Linked DNA regions of Mus musculus: all the other regions are linked to region 1. A link is a contact called in public HiChIP or PLAC-seq and Micro-C data. All regions are on one chromosome and are shown on one strand. Each heading gives the region's core, a stretch centred on a gene start, on an enhancer-like site or on the middle of the called end of the contact. The rest is flanking DNA. Distances are from core to core; before and after follow the strand shown.

Evidence for each region. A called contact is a pair of places that touch in the nucleus more often than the background predicts. HiChIP or PLAC-seq counts read pairs in DNA pulled down with a chosen protein or histone mark.
Region 2: a contact with region 1 is called in a Micro-C map of embryonic stem cells, with 1.9 times the contacts expected there. The contact joins the promoter of Tcp11l1 here to the promoter of Platr14 in region 1. A contact is called at or near these places in 1 of 39 promoter capture datasets (the HPC-7 cell line), 1 of 484 Hi-C or Micro-C datasets (embryonic stem cells) and 3 of 9 other capture datasets (adipose tissue, liver and pancreatic islet).
Region 3: an H3K27ac HiChIP or PLAC-seq map of embryonic stem cells shows a contact between it and region 1, with 5 read pairs. The contact joins the promoter of Depdc7 here to the promoter of Platr14 in region 1. A contact is called at or near these places in 2 of 115 datasets of contacts at active chromatin or transcription factors (both in embryonic stem cells) and 1 of 9 other capture datasets (pancreatic islet).

What each region holds. Positions count from the first base shown.
Region 1 is chr2:104,557,896-104,560,595 of GRCm38.p6, reverse strand. It overlaps Platr14 (pluripotency associated transcript 14), which reads right to left and starts at 1,412. Exons shown (of 4, transcript NR_040322.1): 1 at 1,390-1,412; 2 at 621-872.
Region 2 is chr2:104,710,833-104,713,555 of GRCm38.p6, reverse strand. It overlaps Tcp11l1 (t-complex 11 like 1), which reads left to right and starts at 1,394. Exons shown (of 10, transcript NM_177190.5): 1 at 1,394-1,580. Gm6306 (predicted gene 6306) reads right to left here. Exons shown (of 1, transcript NR_166704.1): 1 at 653-2,723.
Region 3 is chr2:104,741,427-104,744,126 of GRCm38.p6, reverse strand. It overlaps Depdc7 (DEP domain containing 7), which reads left to right and starts at 1,270. Exons shown (of 9, transcript NM_144804.2): 1 at 1,270-1,445. The coding sequence starts at 1,373.

The DNA of each region.
Region 1 (2,700 bases), core at 163-2,662:
ATTGTGTGTATGTCTATTCCTTTGCTGTTAATGCAGCTGAGGAGAGTTATACAGACTTGTTCAGCCTCTTAAGTATCAGTTGATGCAGATGTGGATTTGCTGTTTCTGCTCAGATGAATGGCAGACAGGTGGTGCTGCAGGTTGATCTACCTGCTGAGCTCAGATTCAGACTATCAAACTCAAGGCCAGTTTCAGTTGGTGGACTCAGTATGTTCTTAGTCATGGAGGACCCAGCTTTCTTTCCCTGTGTGATTCACTGAGTCTAACATCTCACCACCTACACTGTTTGGCTAGTCAACATCTGGTCCTCTTGCTCTCCACAGCTGCCTTCCAGGGTTATCTCTCTTTGTGGATCAGACTACATTCAGGTTCCTGGTTTGTGGTTATTCCCTGCATTCAAGCCCCCATGCTCTCTTGATTTTACACAATAGTTTTTGTCTTGGGATGGCCTCTAACCATTGCTCTCCAAGTCATATCAATTGGCAGCAAAACAGGATTCCTCTCCTTTGCTGACTCATCTGCTGGAGAAACAAACAAAAAACCAAAACAAACCCACAACTGGACTGGAGGCTTGTGAGGCTGTGGGAGGCCCACACATCTTTCTGCCAAGGCTGGCTTACCTTTCAGATGGTGTCCCCCTACACCAGGGGTGTGTGTGTCTCAGAATCTCTGGAGGATGTGATTGGCAGGCTTTCTTCTTTTTGGTCTCTTCAAGCTGGTCTTTTTCTCTAGATTTTCATGTGTCCTGACAGCACCTTTGTGAAATTCTAGAGCTCCTCCTGCCGTTAATCTTCGGAGATTAAGAGAGTATGTTTCTCTTTACTCTGATTCTTCTTCTCTTAGTCACACAGAAGCAGTTTGTAGTCTGAACCCTGAAATTCAGGGAGGAACGGGGAGGGGGGTAGAGGGAGGGGAAACTGTAATCAGGATATATATTTGTTGTGGGAAATATTAAAAAAGAACTGACACGTTCCCATGCTTGTGCCAGCAACTCTCTGCCCCAGTGGTCTGGTCAGGCATTGGTCAACTTGTTTTATCTCATGGAGACTCTGACTCAGAACTCCACAATCTCTCCACCCAGCCCCCTAGGTTCCCACTGGTGGGTCCTTACCAAGCCCACCTGTGCTTCAAATCCCCCACAACCTTTGTGTTGCACATTTAGCACACCCATGCTTTACAGGATACCTTTCTCTCTTGAACCCAGATGAGCCGCCCCCACTGTGTGAAGGGAAAGCCAACACAAACTTAGTTCAGAAACAATGGTAACTCAATCTCTGGGCACAACAACTAAAACCTAATCTTGTAAGCCTTATTAAAATCTGATTCCTCTGGTGGCGAATCCTTACACATCCGCCATGATACCGGGAAACTCTAGCAGCTACATCTTACATATATGCTGTCCCCATTCCAAAAGACCTAAAACTCTCTCCTGCTTCCTCTCTTCCTCTGACCAATCCGGAAGTCCCGCCTACTCACCCAGTGATTGGCTCCTTTATTCTTTAAGGGATTGGTTCACAAGAAGCCACCTGTGCAGATAACTCATTCCTCATTCCAGGCAGTCTCTCCCGGGGGAGCAGAATTAACATAAAATACAGGCAGCACAGAGCCATCCACAACATATGTAATGTGAGAGAAAAAAAAAAAAAGTCTATCTCAATACAAGGAAAATAAATAAGTAAACTCTTTCTTTTGTAAGTTGCCTTGGGCGTGGTAGGTTTTTTGGTTTTTGTTTGTTTGTTTGAAGACTGTTTTTGGTTTAAGCTGAGGGAAAACATCCCAACAGCACAGGGAAAACCCTCAAGGATGACTGAGTCTTCTCTGAAGACAAACCCCCCTCTTCAGGACACTTTAATGTCAAGCCTTTTATAGCCACAAAATCCATTAAGGCTTCTGCATTAGTGACTATTTAATTGCTGATATAAAACACTATGACTAAGGCTACTTACGAAAGAAAGCGTTTGCTTTTATTTATTATTTTATTTTTTACTGAAATCGATTTTGTTTTCTTTTCTTTCCTTTCCTTTCCTTTTCTTTTTTTTTTTTTTTTTTTTTTTTTTTTTTTTTGTGAACCAATAAAGCTTTACTAGGCTTATGTTCAGGAATATGGGTGAGGGGTTTTTCACGGGAGTGGAAATGACTCAGACAGATAGAGAACCAAGGCTGTCACAGTGAGAGAATTCCCAACCACTGGGCTCTCTCTCCAACTCCCTACAGTGAGAGACTTCCTAACCACTGGGCTCTCCTCCAGCTCCCTAGTTTGTTTTTGTCTTTGAGGCAGGGTCTATGTAGCTCTGGTTGGTCTGGAACTTGCCACGTAGAGCAGGCTGTTCTTAAACACATACGTACAGATCTACCTGCCTCTGTGCTAGGACTAAAGGCCTGTGCCATCACACCTGGCCCACTTTGGGTTTTGGAGACAGGGTCCAGTGTGAGCCAGCATCGCTTCCCACACCTTATGTAGCCAAGGATAACCTTGCACTTGTGATCTCCCATCTCTCCCTCCCTAAGCTGGCCTGTCCTAAGCAAGCTAAACGTGTGCATACTCTATCTGGAGTGGATCCACTCCGAACTGTACACCCTAAATACACGTGCAAGGTCATGTGGATGACTACGTAAGCCAACACACAGAGGTAACTGGGATACGGGCACCCGTGGAATGTGCAAGAGGAGCCAAGAACAGGAGCATACTCCATAGGCCCC
Region 2 (2,723 bases), core at 145-2,644, 150 kb before region 1:
GATGCCAGCCTGGTCTACAAAGTGAGTTCCAGGACAGCCAGGGCTACACAGAGAAACCCTGTCTCCAAAAACCAAAAAAAGCCCAACAAAACCACAAATTTTAAAATGTGCTTTCATTTTAATCCCAGGTATAGGGATGGGGGAACTGCTTAGGACTGTCTGCAACAGCGGACAATGATTTGCCTCGAGCTCCAGCTCCGTTTTGCGAGCTGCAAATAGTTTCTATGATTGTGTGAGTTGGGAATTCTGGAAACTTTTCAGTGATATATAAACAGTAGGTGGGGCCCGGAGTTTACATATGCGGTTTGTTAGTAGTAGTGCTTAAAGAAAAAAAAAGAAAAAAAGAAAAAAGGAAAGAAATTAAATTCAGGGATCCCTTAGCCGGGCGTGGTGGTGCACGCCTTTAACCCCAGCACTTGGGAGACAGAGGCAGGTGGATTTCTGAGTTCGAGGCTAGCCTGGTCTACAGAGTGAGTTCCTGGACAGCCAGGACTATACAGAGAAACCCTGTCTCGAAAAACCAAATCAATCAATCAAGAATCCCTCTCCCACCCCCACCCCCTCTGTCCTCTGTCTCTCCCCTCTATGCTTATTTCTCTTCGGTCTAGTGTTAGAGGGGGAAGGAGTGGGGGAGGAGAATCTACAAAGTAGCAAAGATTCCTATCTTTTATTTAAGATAGAGACAGATGACAAAGTATTTCTGTTAGTGAAGTTAGCTATTATAGCGCCCCAGGCTTGGAGTGGGGTGATGTTTTTGTTGGCTTAATTTTTTTTTTCTTGTACAACAATGATCATGCCCGCCCCAACTTTATGGACCCAGGGACATGATATTTAGGGGAAATGATCTTCCTTTCTGGAACGCAACTTCTCCAAGGGCTGAGCTAGGGAACCGCTGCTCTCGCCTCTTTTCATATCAAGCTGAAGCCTCGGTCACCCAAACACTTCGAAGGGACCGCTCAAGCCAGGGCTCAGAATCCAAAAGGAGCCTGTGAGTGTGTGGGTGTCCAAAATGAAGGCAAGGGAGTGAGATTGGCCTGGTTGATGGAATATTCAGTTTTCAAAGTCCTGGCAGGGAAAGTAGCTTCTAAGGCGCCCTGCGCTTTACCACACTTTTAACTGCGCGCCATCGCCTCCGCTTTTGCCCAACCTCAACATGGCGCCTCCCTGTGCGGCCGGAGCGACTTCGAGCCGGGGGCCACCGCACTCCCTCGGCCGCCCCCCTCCCCGGGCCCGCATCAGCCTTTCCACACAAAAACGTAGTGAAGCTCAGCTCCGAGCGCCAGATTCCCGAGCCCCTTGGTGACAGCGGGAGAGCCGGCCGCCGGTCCGTACAGGAGCATGGCGCCGCCCACGCTGGGCAGGCGCATCCCGCCTCCCCCGCCCCGCACTGAGCGCGGCCGGCGCTGCCCACCGACGCGGGGCACAGAGGACGGCCCGCAGCTCGGGGAGAGCCAGGCGCCCCGGCGGGGGTCGAGGCCCAGGCGCCCAGGCCGGCGCGCATCGCTCCCCCCCTTTCGCGTCGCGGACCCCGCGGTACTCGCAGCCGGAGTGACCCTGGGTGGTCGCCGACGCCGCGGCAGGTGAGCGGGGCAGAGGCCGGCGGGCCGGCCCGGGATCCACCGGGCGAAAGCGCTCCGGTTTCTGGACCTCTCCCAGCCGGTCGGGTCCCGAGGATGCAGGGTGGAGCGAGGAGGAGAACAGGGATGGGTGAGGCCCACCCTCCAGGCCGGACTCCCCGGCGCGCCCCTGCCCTCGCCGACCGAAACAGCTGTTTACGACGAAATCTGAACGCGGTTCCCGGCGCCGGGGGTCAGAGATCTTTTCTTTTCGCTTGAAAGACCCTTTCTGGAGGATTCTTTTGTGTTCAGCTTGGGCCGGCGTGCAGCTCCGACAGATGCCGGTCCCCGTGCCAGGATCCTCCCCCTCGGTTTCCTGGTTAGGTACCATAGGGTTTTATGATTGTTGAGTGAATGAATGAGAGCAATTAAATAGCACCCCCCCCCCCATAATCCTACTACTCTTTAATTATAGCTGCCAGTGTGGAATGGTGGTGGTGTGGCAGTCTGTGGCCGCAGGGTACCCTTATGCAGGAAACCAGGAGGCACTTAACTGTAGAAAACTGAAGCCACAGTAAAGACACAGAATGAGACCTCAGTAGTGATGGGGGAATAGGACATTTTAAGAAAAATGGGCCACTTTTACTGAAGTTATTGTCACTTTTAAACCACAGGTTCAGTGCTACCCAAAACACCTTGAACAACCCCTCCTAACAGTGACATCACACAGATGACACAGGGTTTTATGTCTGTCAACAAATGAGTATCTGTTTGCCGGGCTTGGGGGCTTAGGGGTATACTAATAGAGCATTTATGGAGAATATGATTGATCTTGGCTCTTGAGAAGTTCAAAATCTAGACAAAGCTTTTCATTTCATTTTTAGAGTACAAATTAGCGCTTTCCCCACCAGACCCCCAATTCCTCTTTCCATCTTTGCTTACTGCCACTTTTCCATTTCAGGCACCACTGGCTTTTCTGCTGGAGGAATGAAAACCCCCCTCCTTTCACCCCTACCCCGACGTTATAACTTGGTGAAATTCTACTCCTTTCAAAGACAGGTCACATGTCATCTTTTCTGGGAAAGTTTTCTCAGCTTCCTCCTCTTCAGAATAGCAGCGTCATGCTAATTTGAGTTTCATTGTGGCTCCTTGCAAGCATGCCTGTCC
Region 3 (2,700 bases), core at 21-2,520, 180 kb before region 1:
AGCCCCCGCCCCCCAGTTAGCGTTTCTTCTAGGCCCTGCCCCATAGTTACCTGGCAACAGCCAGGTATGCCTGCCTGACTCACTGTAAAAGGGGCTGCTTGACGCCTCCTCACTCTCTTACCTACCATCTTACACTCTTCCCTCTCTGTCCCTCCCCTCCCCTCCCCTCCCCTCCCTCCCCTCCCCTCCCCTCCCCTCCCCTCTCTCTCCCTTACCCTCTTAACTCCTCCCCAAACTCTATTCTATACTATACTCCTTGTGTGACTGGTATCTCAGGGGGAACGGATACCTCAGCATGGGCCTGCAGAGGAACCATTCTACCACAACATACCACGCCTCCACCAAGCATATCCCTTCCTTCTTTTTTATAAAACACAACACCCCCCAAAAGAGGTAGAAATCTATAGAAAGGGCAACAGTTGCGAACAAATGCCTTTATTCCCACTCAGGAGATAGAGGTAGCCAGAGATTTTCGAGTTCGTGGCTAGCCTATTCTACAGAGCAAATTCTAGGACCGCCAGGGTATATAGAAAGACCCTGACTTTATTCAAAAGAAGAAGGGAGGGGACGGTCATGCATCCGTCAGCTAGGTTAATGATCTCCAACATCATTCAACCTTGCCGACTTAACCCAGCACTGGGTCCCTGGTTTCTCTACCTCAATTACCCAAGAAACTGAAGCGCTCCCAGCAGCAACCCTCTCTCCTTCCCCCTCCAGTTTGTTCTTCCATGCTCCCCTTCCCGGTGCTCACCAGACCCAGGGTTAATTTAGAATCAACACAGATTTCCTTGGCAGGAAGCCCCATGATCTTTGTTGTTGCGGTCCTCTGACCTCTAGACATTGCTCTCCTAGGCTAGATAAGGTTTTGTTTGTTCTTTAGAGGGACAGGAAGGAAAAAAACTCCAAGTATTTATTATCCTGACACACTTGGGAGCATTTATGGTCCAAATACGAATTGCTAAATGTCGGTTCAGGTAATTCTCATTAAAAGCCCAGCCAACCTGGTCCTAATACTAGCAGGTGAGAGCAGAAAGCACTGAGACCTGGAGCAATAAGACTCCGGTTGGAGCGAGGGCAGATCCTGGAGGGACACCTTGGGACTCAGCGGGTCTAGCCCCGGGCTAGTACCGACTAGCACTGGAAAAGCCATGCCTAAGTACTTTCTACCTGGACACCGCCCGCCTGGAGCTGCCTGGGGCGTTTTGGAGCGCAGAGGCTTGGAGCCAGTCTGTGAAACACGTGATCGCCAGGGGCGGAGCCCGCCGGGAGCCCCGCTCCCCGGGAGTTAACCCGAGGCTTCGGCGCGGGCGCGCAGTCTGTGGAGCAGCGGCAGCAGCGGCGGCGCGGGCACGGAGTCCAGCCCGCCGCTGACATGGCCACGGTTCGAGAGAAGGCGGCGGCGCTGAACCTGTCGGCTCTGCACAGCCCTGCACAGAGACCTCCGGGTGGGTCGGAGGGCCGCGGCAGCGTGGGGCGGGCGCGGGCTGTGGGCGGGCGGTGCGCTCCGCGGGCTGCGCGGCCGCGAGGATCCGCTTTCTCCTCCTGGGTGGGCAGCCGGCCACGGGCCACGGGCCACGGACCCCGCCGCAGCCAGAGCTCGGCGTTTTAGGAACTTTACCAAACTTCGCTCGCAGTGGGGGTTAGGCTCCACAGCCTGACTTGTGACACGCGCGGAATTTTGAATAGTTTCCTGGCCAGCGTCTGGAGAACGAACTCTTGACTGCATGGTGGGATCAGAGGTCGGTGGCTCCCAGACTCAGGAGATGAAGTAATATTGTGTAAATTTAACACTTTCGCTACAAGCAATGTTTCAGTGAAGCCCCCATCACCCCCCCCCAACCCCTGATCTGATAGTTACATGACTTTGGGAGACAAATGTATTGAATCATTGAGGGCGGGTGTAAGATCTTTGACCCGAATCCGATAATCCGTTCTAAAATTCTGACTCTTAATTCTGCAAATAAGGAGATATTTGGATTTGTTTGGATAAGGTGCCACCTTTCCCCCTTTCTGGAACTGCGGGATAGAGAGCTGGAGAAATTGGCTCTCTACCAAAGCTTTTCATTTGTAAAATGCCAACTTGCGGAAACAGTGATTCCTTCCCCTAGGTCAGAAAAGTGTATCTCAGTGGTCCCAGCTATTGTGTTTGACTGACTTTACTAATCAATGCTCCACATAATCTCCAAGATCTTAATGATGAATTTTGCTAGAGAACTGCTTTCTCGGTACAGATTATAAAAGCGGCCTATAGTCCAGCTGTAGAGGTGTAAGCCCTCAGTCCTACACTGGGGAGGCAGAGAGAGGTAAGGCCTCTGAGTTCCAAGTCAGCTCTACACAGAAAGTTCCAAACCAAACAGTTAAAAAATGAGACTGTCTCAAAAAACAAAACAAAACAAAAAAAACCCCAGCAAACAAGATCTGACCACTTACTGCTCTCACCTAACAGGCTCTGATCACTTTATCACTTGACATGGCACTGGAAATTGTTGATAGCTTTAGGCTCTCTCTGGTAAATGGGATTCCCAAATTCACCTACTTTAACTCGGAAGGTCTTTCCTAACAGCTGAAATGTCAGTTCTGGGCTCTGGACATTTGTGAACAGGTTTTTAGGTGGTGAGAGGGAATGCATTTTAAAACTGGGTAGCTAGCTGACTCACTGTGGGAAGGTTTGACCTGTGTGGCTAGCAGATTCTCACTGAA